2 separate regions of the Mus musculus genome follow, and region 1 is linked to region 2. Evidence: chromatin contacts called from public promoter capture Hi-C data. All regions are on one chromosome and are shown on one strand. The core of a region is the stretch at or near the end of the contact, and the rest is flanking DNA. Distances in the headings are between cores, read along the strand shown. Region 1 holds the start of Myl9 (myosin, light polypeptide 9, regulatory). Region 2 holds the start of Dsn1 (DSN1 homolog, MIS12 kinetochore complex component).

Region 1 (5,901 bases), core at 984-3,483, 230 kb after region 2:
TCCCATCCCATTCAAACTCAGACCTTCAGTCGCCTCCTTAAAACCCCTCTCCACATCCCGAGAGTAAACCTCGATGCCCCAGCCTGGCATGAAAGGACCCAGTGTGCTCTCCCAGCTCCTGACTGATCCACTTTGTCTCCTCCTTGACCTCTAGCATTCCACAGCTGTTCCAGGACTTCCTTCCAGCCCCCCCCTTCTGTAGCTGTCCTCAGGCTGAGCTCTAGAGTCCCAGGGGTGCTGTTCTCCACCCTTATCTTGATAACAAACACTTGCGGACTCCCTCATCCTTCACCACTAGGGCAGCCCACAGCAGCAGGCTAGTAGAGGATTCTTCAGTGAAAGGTTTATGAGCTCCACTGTACAGATGGGAAAACTGAGGCCAGGGAAAGAATTCAACCTGATCCCATCATAACTTGTGGGGAAATACATCTCAAAACTTCTGTCTGCTTCCCCTCAGCTAGTCCAGGCCCCAGCACGTCTTCTTCTCTGCCCTGTGCTCTGTAGACCTTGGCCCAGGGCCTATGTCCTTCCTCCTCTATCCCTGCCTCTAATACCCTCTGGGCTGGGGTCATGGTCAGCTCCAGCAAGTCCCAGGGCCACATCTACCTGCAGTCTTGAGACTCTAGCTGTATAAAACCCAGTGAGCCCCACAGCATGCACCAGGCTTTGGGGTTCCTTTGTGTAGTGCTGGGTGGGAATTGGTAAGAACCGGGGGCAGAAATGTTGTCCCTGGAAGCTGTCCCCCATCTCCTGTGGCCCAGGCTGAGATGGCCATCAGCTAGCTTTCTTCCTTTTCCTTTCTTTCTTTCTTTCTTTCTTTCTTTCTTTCTTTCTTTCTTTCTTTCTTTCTTTTCTTTCTTCCTTCCTTCCTTCCTTCCTTCCTTCCTTCCTTCCTTCCTTTCTTTCTTTCTTTCTTTCTTTCTTTCTTTCTTTCCTGTCTGTCTGTCTGTCTGTCTGTTTTGTTTTGTTTTTCTTGTTTTTTCGAGACAGGGTTTCTCTGTATAGCCCTGGCTGTCCTGGAGCTCACTTTGTAGACCAGGCTGGCCTCGAACTCAGAAATCCACCTGCCTCTGCCTCCTGAGTGCTGGGATTAAAGGCGTGCGCCACCATACCCGGCTCTGTTTTGGTTTTTTGAGTCAGGGTTTCTCTGTGTAGCCCTGGTTGTCCTGGAACTCACTCTGTAGACCAGGCTAGCCTCGAACTCAGAAATCCACCTGCCTCTGCCTCCCAAGTGCTGGGATTAAAGGCGTGCACCATCACTGCCCGGTTTGGCCATCAGCTTTCTTAGCCCATCCTGTCTGCAGACCTCTAGGGCAGGCCCAGCTAGGCTCCCCTAGTGTATCCCTGCCCTCTCTACATCCCTGAGAGGCATCCCCCCCACACACACACACACAAAGGGAAGTGAATACCTGTGAGAGGGTTGGGAGCCAGGACACCACGCTAGGCTGGGGCCAGTGGGTGGCAGGTTTGGCTCTTGAAGGGCCAGGCACTTTCTAGACTTGGTTGAGTGACTTAAATTAGGAATAAGCTGTGTCCTTAACTCTGAAGCCATATGCTCCCCTCTCTGGGGTCCTAGACACCAAGGATCAGACAGCTGGAACTTGGCGCGGTCATGGCTAGACCATCCCTCCCTCCTCATTACTAGTCTCCATAGCTGGCTGTGCCAGATACCCTGCTTTCCAACCGGCTCATCAAGCAACCAGGGCGGCTGGAGGGTTGTGAAGAAGCCAAGACCCCCTCATCCCACCGTTCTCTAGTGCACACAGCACTGGAGATAAGGAAGGCATGAGGTGGTTACCATCCCTCCTGGGGTAGGGTTTGCAAAACTGGGTGTGAGCGCTGTGCTTCCGTAGGGCTCAATTTCCTCTGCCACACACAGTTTCTTGGGTCAGGGATGCCCTCAACCCCCTCACTGGCATCTCTACAGGCAGGTAGCCTGGAGTTTCCAGGCTTGGTGTGTTAGGCTCTTTAGCAAAAGGACACTCTGGATCCTTGTTTCCTTGCCCAAAGACCAGTTTTCCGGGGCGCAGAACCACCAGTTGCTCAGTCCCAGGCCAGGGTCCCCTTTAGGACCCAAGCAAGGCAGTAGCCCCAGCCCACACCACTAAGCATGCCACAGCCCTCAGAAGGCCGGGTGAGGTTCAGCCTGACCACCTACTGTAGCTGCCCGGGTGCTGAGTGGGCTCCCACCTGCTGCAGAGAAGAAAAGTCCTCGGCGCTGTTGCGGTGCTTCGAGAGTTGGCTGGCAGCAGCTCCGACCGATGCTCGATGCTCGGAGCTCTGGGGGCGGAGCCGGGGCTGGAGGGTCCGCAGGCCGCCCGGCCTTACAAGGCAGAAGAATGCGCGGGGGTGGGGTGGGGGCGGGGCTGAGGCAGCCAGCCCGGCCTTATTAGGCCTCTGCTTGCAGGCTGAGAAGCTGGGGTGCCCCTGGAATAGCCCCCCTCGACGCAGCCTTTCTCTGGGTCGGCCCAGGCTGGGGCATGGAAGCAGATTGAGGTGTCAAGACTGGCAAGAAGGGCGGAGCCTTCAGCGTTTCCCAGCTCTCCGACCCCCTCTTGTCCCAGAGGCCCCTGCTGTGTCTGGTGGAAGGCTGGCTTTCACCCGGCCAAGTATGGTCCTTTTTTTTCAGGGAGACTCAATCCTCACAACAGCGGCCATCACTCTTTCCCTAGGGCTTTCTGGCATTCAGTTACTTTGTAAATAGCTGCCTGGCTCCGCAATGGGGCAGGCAACTGATCCATCTGCCTAGGGAGCCCTGGGAGCCTGAAACCGCCTACATCCCGGGACAGTTCTGAGCTCGGCTGAAAAGGAGTTAAGGGTGATGCTGGGAAATGGAGCCAGATTGAGAGGAGATGGAGCCAGATGCGGTGGTTCATGCCAGTAATCTCGGCATTTGAGAAGCTGAGGCAGCAGGATTGCCAACATCGAGTATAGTGTAGGTTCCAGGTCAGTCTGAGCTATGGAGCAAGGTTGTCTAAATAAATAGAAGGTAACAGTTTTTATCTGTCCTGGCAACATTAGAGGTAACAGTTGAAACACTTCCGGAACTAGAATTTGGGGAGTAGTTTAGCTTAGCGTAGAGGTCAGAAGTCACAAAGGAAAAGTAATGGATGTCAGTGCAGGAGATTTAGAGAGCGTATGGCACGCTCAAGGACAGGAGAGCAGACAGTAAGTGGGGGAGATGCTGGTTGGGCTTATGGGGCAGTGGGAAACTGGGCGACAAGGGGAGGGGTTCTGGAAACACTTCAGTGCTTCAGCCAATAGGACTTGAAAACGGACCAGACTGGAATGAGAAGAAAGTTGGCTCCAAGAATTCAATTCTTTTAAAAATTCTATTTATTCGTGATGAGAGTTGGTGTGGAAGTCAGTGGACTGTTGCAGGCCTGCCTGGCCACATACGAACAGCAAGTGCCATTACCAAGGAGCCTCTCTCACGCCCCAGCTCAGGATTTCAGTGGGGCAGCTGGAGAGAGTGCTGCCATTTTCTTAGTTGGGCAGCGTGGGCGTAGGCGGAGCAGATTTGGGAGAGATCCATTTTGTCTTGGATTTATTCATTTTTGGAAACTTTCTTTTGAGATAATTTCAAGCATACTAAGGTTCTAAGACTCGTATAGAAAACTGACTTCCTTGAGAGTCTCCAGTTGACCTTTGGCTCCTCACTCTTCCCTGTGGGAATATGCACATTGCCCAACACTTGATAGTGAATAAGATTTTAGTATATCCTAAAAGGAGGACTCTTTTACATATTGATAGTATATTATCAAAATCATAAGATTTAACATTGATTTAGGCTTTTAATTTATGACCTATATTCCAATTGTGCCAGATGTCTCAGTAATATCCTGTATGGAAATTTGTTCTGGTCCAGGTTGTGTGTGATGGGTGAGGTGCAGGTGCCATGGGCATCATTCTATGGAGCTTGAAGATGATGTCATGTAGCTGGAGGGTGATGTCATGGAGCTGGAGAATGTTGCCATGGAGCTGGAAGATGTTGTCATGGAGCTGGTTGTGGTGGATTGAATATGCTTGCTCAGGGAGTAGCACTATTAGGAGGTGTGGTCTTGTTGGAGTAGGTGTGGCCTTGTTAGAGGAAGTGTGTCACTGTGGGGGTGGGTTTTGAGACCCTCATCCTAGCTGCCTGGAAGCCAGTCTTCTGTCTGCCTTTGGATGAAGTTGTAGAACTCTCAATTCTTCCAGCACCATGGCTGCTTCCTGTCATGATGATAAAGGACTGAACCTCAGAACCAGTAAGCCAGGGCCAATGAAATGTTATCCTTTAGCAGAGCAGTAGTGGCACACGCCTTTAATCCCAGCACTCGGGAGGCAGAGGCAGGTAAATTTCTTTTTTTTTCTTTCTTTATTTTTATTTTTATTTTTATTTTTGCAGGTGGATTTCTGAGTTCGAGGCCAGCCTGGTCTACAAAGTGAGTTCCAGGACAGCCGGGGCTACACAGAGAAACCCTATCTTGAAAAACAAAAAAACAAAACAAAAAAATAAATGTTATCCTTTTTAACAGTTGCTGGTCATAGTGTCTTTTTACAGAAATGGAAACTCAAAGACACTGGTCCTCTCTATCTTTATAAGAGCTCTGCTGATAGAACTTGTCACCAGGCCTTTGGCATAAACCCCATTACCCACTGACTCGTCTCACCAGTTGTATAACTTTCCAAGTTTTTTGTTTTAAGTTTATTTACTTTTGCGTGTGTGTATATGTGTGTGTAATGCATATTATAATGATACACACATATACACATATATACATATATTTTTTGAGATGGTCTCATGTAACACAGGCTAATCTCAGACACTGTGCCCTGAGGATGCCCTTGGACTTTTGATCTTGCACTTCTGCATCCCAAGTGCTAAGAATCAACCTATGGCCTCCTACTTGCTAGGCAAACACTCTTACCCAGTGAGCTGCATCTTTAACTTCTTTTACAGATAGATAGACAGACAGACAGACAGACAGACAGACAGACTTGGAATTGGTCCCAGGGACCTACAAAGGTCCTTAAAGCAAGTGTTGAGCTGAATATGATGGCATATGTTTTCTAATCCCAGCACTTGGGAGGTAGAGGGAGGAATTCAAGGCCAGCCTGGTCTACATAGTGACCTCTAGGCTAGCAAGGCCTCCAGAATGAGGTCCTGTCTGACAAAAAGACAAGGGCTGTCCCATGGAATACCCGTATGTCCATTTCCTTACCCTTTAAGGCTGAATATGCCATATTTGCTTACCCACCTCTGGATGGACGTTTAGGTAGTCTTCCTGTTTTGGTTACTGTGCTCAAGCTGGGGGCATAGCTCAGTGATAAAGCGCCTACCTACTTAGCGTGCATGAGGCCTCGCATTGCAAAAGGAAAAGGAAATGAATGAAAGATGCTGCCTTTAAATTTTGTTTAAATTTATTTTACGTGCATGGGTATTTCATCTGCATGTCTGTGTATGGACTGCCTGGTGCCAGAGAGGCTAGTGAATCCACCAGGACTGGAGTTCCAGATGGTTGTGAGCTGTCCTGTGCGTGCCCTGTGGGATTGCAAGGTCTCAGGCAGCTAAAGGTGGACTTGACTTTGATATGAGGCTGAGGATACTCTCTAATTTCTAACCATACTACCTCTGTGTTTGAGTGCTAGGACGACAGGCACGTGCCACCAGTCCTGGTTTCATGATGTGTTTGGGACTGAACCCAGAGCCTTGGGCATGCTAGGCAGGTGCTGTGCCAACCGAACTTCATCTCCCAATGCTGCTTTTTGTTGATTTATTTGCTTATTTGTTTGTTTTTGAGAGAGGGCTTCAACTATGTAGTCCACAGCTGGCCTCAAACTTACAGAGATCTGCCTGCCTCTGCCTCTCGAGTGCTGGGCGAGACATGCTTCACCACACCTGGCTAGTTGCTTTGCTTT
Region 2 (6,256 bases), core at 3,668-6,167:
CCCTGAACCAGCGGCATCTGCAGTTTGCAGAGTCCACAGATCCACGAAAGGGGACCAAGGACATGATCCTGGGCCACAGTCCCTGCTCCACCTGACCACTTTCCTTCTTCACCGTCCCGGGACCCTCCTCTTCTCTCTGCCTACCCCATTGACATGGCCTTCACTAGCTCCCTGGACCCTAATGGGAGAGGCTTTGGTTTCCTTCAAGTATCCTGGAAGGACTGAGGCAGTTGAGTCCTTATCTCGACACATGCAAAGCCACCTGTGCCACTTATATAACGAGAGACCTCAGCTGGCAGTCTGGAGACCTATCCCAAGTTTGAGCCTCCCAGTTTTATGGTCCTCTTAGGAGCTCTATGACCTATGGGCCTCAGATATCCTTTCTGTTTTGGGCTCTACAGCCTCTGGATCCACTGGGCCTTGGCAACCCTTGTTCTTGGCTCAACTATTGATCTCTGTGCCTTAGTTTACTTCTTCACACAGGGGGCTCACCCACCACATCATTCCTAGCATCTATCCAGACCTTTTGGTGCCTCTTCAGTTAGGCCTTGCCAATGTGATCAAGGCAGCTGGGGCACCAATGGCAACTCTGTCCCCATAGTAGAAGCATCACCAGGGAAATTGGCAGAAGTGCAGATTGTTGGCCCCACTGCAGCAGACCCAGATGTCTGGGGCATGAAAGAGCCTCTAGTCATTCTGACTAGACAAGTTTGCCAACAGCAACAGGGTTGTGGGCCCAGGTGAGCTTTCAGTGCAACTTGGGCAGGAACAATGGAAAACAACCAGTCAGCGGGACTCCTAGATTCAGGGCGTCTGGCCCCACACAGAACAGCACTGTGGCATTTCCTCTTTCTGGAAGCTGGAGTGGGGGCAATGGTCTTGCAGGTTTCCTGTTATCTCTCTGGCTCCATCTCAGCCCAGCTCACCCTCCCCGAGTAATCGGTGGTCACAGTAGGCAAGGGGGAGAGTCCCTGGAGGCAGGAGGCCAGAAGGACCAGAGGGCCTCTGCCAAGGGAAAGAAACCTAAGACTGCAAGAACAAAATTCGGTGCCTGCTCACCTCACCCTCCCATGCCACACCTCCTCGTCCTCCTGATTCCAGGGAGACCATGAAGACAGTGCCAAAAATCAGTTCCAACCCCCAGCGCCTAGGGAAGAGCTAGAGACTGCCTCTCCTCTCCATCCTGGCTCCCCGCCTCACCCTGGCCAATACTGTGACGCCCCTCCTGCTCAGCCTGGTTTCCTGGTGAGGGTCCTGCAGTCGTGGGCCCTGCCGGACCACTCAGGAGGGAAGGGACCAAGGGCATCCTTGGGCCAACTGTCCACCTATCCCTTCCACTGTTCTGTCCTTCTCCTCTCCCTTCTGTCACCTCGCCCCCTGCCTTTCTTTCTTTAAAGGCTCCTTCCCAGGACATATTGGGTGGTAGGACAGCATCTGGTCCACCAGCTATCCTTGCCCTGTGTCTTATTTTAGACATGAGAACTGTACAGTGTAAACTTACAAAGTGTTTTTAATGGTTGTAGATTGGAAATAAAGTATGTCATATAAACAGTTGCCTGCTCTCTGATCTTCCCAGCCCATTTGAAAGCTGACACCATTCCACCTGCAGTTTCTCAGAAGGAGGGGAAAACTGGAGCCAGCTGGCTAGTTTGGAATCACCCAGATGGGGCAACCACAGTGGGGTTGGGGGTTGGAGTTTCTGGTGGCTCCTGGCTGGTAACTCAGTGTCTCTCAGGAAGTGTGTCACCACTGCTGAGGAACAAATGCACCACATTCAAAAAGGAGAAAAATAGAACCAGGTTTTCCCATAACAGACTTAAAATAATCTGCTATGGGGAAAAGATACTTTTAGGCATTACAGTGTGGAGTTAACACCCTAAATGTATCCTATCCTACCAGGGTTGTGGACTGAGGATTTGGGAGCTGGACAGTTGTACTTGAGTGTTTCTGGAGGCATGCAGTCAGAAACCAATTAGGCTGTATTTGCACCTTTGTGTATTAGGGGATGGAACCCAGGGTCTGTTTCCTGCATGTTGCAAGGCAAGCTGTTTAGCAGAGAGCTTTAGGCCCAGACAGCCTAAGTTATTTGTGTTTCTAACCAGAGCTTGAAAATTCCTTTACAAAATAACTAATTCACAAACCTGCAAGTCACTGTTGACTATCAAGTAAGAAACTCATTCCTCTGGGCAGCGGTGGCGCACACCTTTAATCCCAGCACTTGGGAGGCAGAGGCAGGTGGATTTCTGAGTTCAAGACCAGCCTGGTCTCCAGAGTGAGTTCCAGGACAGCCAGGGCTATGCAGAGAAACCCTGTCTTGAAAAAAAAAAAAAAAAAAAAAAAAAAAAGCTGGGCATGGTGGTGCACACCTTTAATCCCAGCACTCAGGAGGCAGAGGCAGGCGGATTTCTGAGTTCGAGGCCAGCCTGGTCTACATGAGGGATACAGTAAAGAAGGTGCCAATGCCACCACTCCATAATATGGTTAAGGTTTTTATTGTGAATATAAGACTGGACAGCCAGAGGCCTCTGGAATAGTCCAGAGCAGAGAAAGAAGTAGACTGCACATGGCCAGGGCTTCAGAAGTGGGAGAGAACAGTGGGGATAGCAGTATAGAAAGAGATGGGATAGAGGAGGGGGGAGGAGTGAGAGAGAAGACTCATGGGGGGGGGGTAGGAAGCCCAGGAGCCGGAGGGAGCTTAGGATGGAGGAGGAGGTGAGAAGGGCTAGCCAGTGAAATAGGTACTTTTTTTTTTCTGAGACAGGGTTTCTCTGTATAGCCCTGGCTGTCCTGGAACTCATTCTGTAGACCAGGCTGGCCTTGAACTCAGATATTCACCTGCCTCTGCCTCCCAAGTGCTGGGATTAAAGGCGTGTGCCACCAAGCCCAGCAATAGGTACTTTTGATAGTGATGGGGCCCTGAGAGCAGCATGGGCTTGGCTAACTGGTGAGCACCATAGGTAGCCATAAGTCCCGTTGACAGATGGGAACCAGTCTTACCAGTCTCGGAGGAATGCTGTTTTTTATTTAACTGCCAGAAATTCTCCTATGGTCCAGTTTTAGCTCATTTCTGGATATTTGGACAGCCTAAGACCCAATGCTTAACTTTTATAGATCTCCTTGAGGGTTTGGGGGAGGAGAGGGATGGCTAACAACAGCCAGACCTGTGCCAGCCATGGAGGATATAATAAATGGGCCTGGAAAATAAGATGTTTAGCATCAATTATGGAAGTTGGGAGCCCCAGGGGAGCACACCCAGGGTTGGAATGTTGAGCAGACAAAGGGGATGGTAGTGGATTGTAGGCAGGAAACAGAGGAGAGGCTCAGAGAGAGAAAGCCTGGGAGAAAGAGGCAAAACCAGGCATGGTGGCAATACTTGGGAGGGAAAGACAGGAGGGTCAGAAGTTACAGTGTCATCTTTGGCTATATACTGAGGCCAGCCTGGGGTACATGAGAACCTGCTTTAAAGTAACCAGAAAGGGGGTGGGGAAATGAAGTTAAGAAATGAAACTTTGATGTGGAACAGGGCAAGAATCTGTATGCATCTTATTAACAGAAGGGAGCCACGGAAGACTTCCGAGCAAGGATGTTTACTGGGACTGGATTCCACGAGGCAGTGATCTCAGTGTGTCCCAACATGGCCAGCTCTGGCCGGGAATATTAAGTTCTGTTTTGGGGACATCAACACATGAGGTGCTCCAGGAAGTGATATTCAGGAATAAGAACACACCTCTTCCAGATAGCTGTTGAAACTATTAGACCAGAATGGCAGAGTAGAAACTTCTGGAATACACATTTCTACCTCTTACCAAAAAACTTCCAAGGGACCACAATTACTTCAAAATGGTCAAAATTATCAAAATTATGGTTCAGCTAGCCATCTTCTGCTTTTTTTTTTTTTTTTTTTTTTTTTTTTGGTTTTTTGAGACAGGGTTTCTCTGTATAGCCCTGGCTATCCTGGAACTCACTCTGTAGACCAGGTTGGCCTCGAACTCAGAAATCCACCTGCCTCTGCCTCCCAAGTGCTGGGATTAAAGGAGTGCACCACCACTGCCAGACCCATCTTTTGCTTCTTTGTTTTTTTTGTTTGTTTTTTGTTTGTTTGTTTGAGACAGGGTCTCACTATGTATCCTTGGCTGGCCCGGGTACTAGGCTGGCCTCAAAGACACAGAGATCCTCCTGCCTCTGTCTTCCCAGTACTGGGATTAAAGGCATGCACCACCACAACTGGACCTTTGGAATCTTTCGTACTACTCTCAGTTCACAAGGTTCAGATCTGAAAGGATTCACTTCATTGATGCATGGGGGGCATTCTGATGCCTCTATACCTTGTCCTGAAGAAGACCCTCCCAGGCACGGGACAGTGGAACAGACATGAGCACTGAACATCTAGCGTCAACATAGAAGGGTGGAAGGAGAAAGGAAAGGCTTTCCAGGCAAAAAGCATGCTCGAACAAAGGAACAGAGGCAAGAATTGGCACGGGGTTGTGGCAGTAGGGTTGGCTGTTAACGCTGGCAGGGGGTGTGCTTGAACTTTGCTAGGTACTTAAGGGCCCATGGGAGGGGCCCATGGAGCAGGAAGATAGGCAGGGTACAGACTGAGCTCAGAGCTCCAGTTCTCCCTGGAGAAAGTCACTGTCCAGACTTTTGGAATCAAAGAGATAGAGGGGAAGCCATGGCCTGGAACAGCACCACACCCATAGGTAGGATGTACGGCGGGAAAAGTCAGCAAACTGGTGTTTTGGAGAGGTCAATCCCCAGGCCTGGACGTAGCTGCAGATGTGCTTGATCTGTAGCTGGGTGAAAACGGTAGGACAAGGTGCGCTTGGGCCAGAACGTTAAATCCCGGAGTACGCAGGCGCTCCGCCGGAGGCACGGGTTGCGCGAGCCAGCGCGGAAGGCGGAGGCTGCGCACGCGCAGTTGTTCGGCGGGAGTTTCGTAAGTAGCGGAGGCAGCGGGGAACCCCGAACCGGACTGACGCGGGAGAGGACCTTCTGCGGCGACGCCGAGTTTGCAGAGGTGACCTTGGGCTTACTGGTTCAGGAACGCGGGGAGGGGAGCTGGGCTAGACCGGCGTCACGCTGGGGTTCGGGACCCGGATGTGGTTCTCCCCTGACCCGCCTCTGCCCGGCCCACCGGCCGCTCCCAGCCGCAGGGCCCCGGGGGCTCAGAGACTTTCTCCTGACAGGACGCCTGAAAGAAGGCCACTCCTCGCTCCCGGGCACTGCTGGCGTCCTTGACTCCAGATAGTGGCCTGGGACAGGTCGGAGGGCTGGGGTGGCAGCCGGGGTTACACTGCTGTGCCCCGGGAACCTGGGTCTCCCGAAAGAGTCCCTTACTCAGAGTTGTGGGACCTGTTGTTGATTGGGATAATGACGTCAGAAGGCTGTCACGTGTACAGCCTCAGAAGCGCTTCAATGTCTGTTATCCAAGCTGGAGTCTGTGTGATCACCCACGAGGATTGTGGTGATTTAGATCTTTAGAGTCTTTGTCCTTTCAGTATGGTCCCTCAGCCTCCATTCGCTTTTACCAAGCGTCCTCCACATTCAGCGGTCTTTTGGGAGGGAGACTTAGATGCAAGGTGGCGGGATGGATACTCGACCTTGCCTCTCTGTCTGTTTTCTGTGACAGGTGCTGGAAATGGGGATGTGGTGCGATCTCCAACCAGTTCTATAGAGGAAAGATGTGTGGCCTCCAAATCTGCCAAAGAGAAGTGACTGCGTATTTAAGCAGAGTTAGGGAGGAGGATGACTCTGTTTTATGGGTAGAAGGACAGATGTGGGCAGAGATTAAAAAGTAGGATTTCCAGCCATGGCAAAATCTGGAGAGAGTAAGAAGTGATGCGGGGTTTGTTTGTTTGTTTTCTCGTTTGGAAAACAAAGATCCTAAGACCTTCCACGGAACTGGGGGCTAGTGCCTCACAAAGTGAGGAGCTAAGATAGGTTCTGTAGACCGAGTTCTTGAAGACAGCAGTCAGTGATAGTAATCTTGCTGCTGAGAATCTCGGAGGAGGCAAGTGAGGGCACCTGAAGCATGAGACCTATTATGGGATAGTGAGGCCCCTGTGAGACTGGAGCTCGAACGGATCTCCTCATTTTCCTGTTTTCCTCCTTCATCCAGGATGACGTCAGTGACCAGATCAGAAGGTGAGTTTTACAGTGAAATTCAATGCCTCTTGCTTTGGGAATCAGGCTCCTGAACTATCCCAGAATCCTCCTTGGCTCCTGGTGCCTTTGGAATCACACGTGTGTGGGTTTA

The links. Capture Hi-C pulls out chosen DNA fragments and counts their contacts.
Region 1: a promoter capture Hi-C map of pancreatic islet shows a contact between it and region 2. The contact joins the promoter of Myl9 here to the promoter of Dsn1 in region 2. A contact is called at or near these places in 8 of 39 promoter capture datasets (the C10 cell line, embryonic stem cells, hippocampal neurons and 3 more), 3 of 15 datasets of contacts at CTCF or cohesin (CD8 T cells, large pre-B cells and stem cell-derived epiblast-like cells), 21 of 484 Hi-C or Micro-C datasets (B cells, CD4 T cells, CD8 T cells and 13 more), 16 of 115 datasets of contacts at active chromatin or transcription factors (T-cell acute lymphoblastic leukemia, acute myeloid leukemia, bone marrow-derived macrophages and 8 more) and 5 of 9 other capture datasets (adipose tissue, embryonic stem cells, liver and 2 more).

Annotation. Positions count from the first base shown.
Region 1 is chr2:156,771,796-156,777,696 of GRCm38.p6, reverse strand. Myl9 (myosin, light polypeptide 9, regulatory) reads right to left here and starts at 2,233. Exons shown (of 4, transcript NM_172118.1): 1 at 2,191-2,233.
Region 2 is chr2:157,005,736-157,011,991 of GRCm38.p6, reverse strand. Dsn1 (DSN1 homolog, MIS12 kinetochore complex component) reads left to right here and starts at 4,917. Exons shown (of 11, transcript NM_025853.3): 1 at 4,917-5,017; 2 at 6,119-6,144. The coding sequence starts at 6,120. Soga1 (suppressor of glucose, autophagy associated 1) reads left to right here. Exons shown (of 15, transcript NM_001164663.1): 15 at 1-1,550.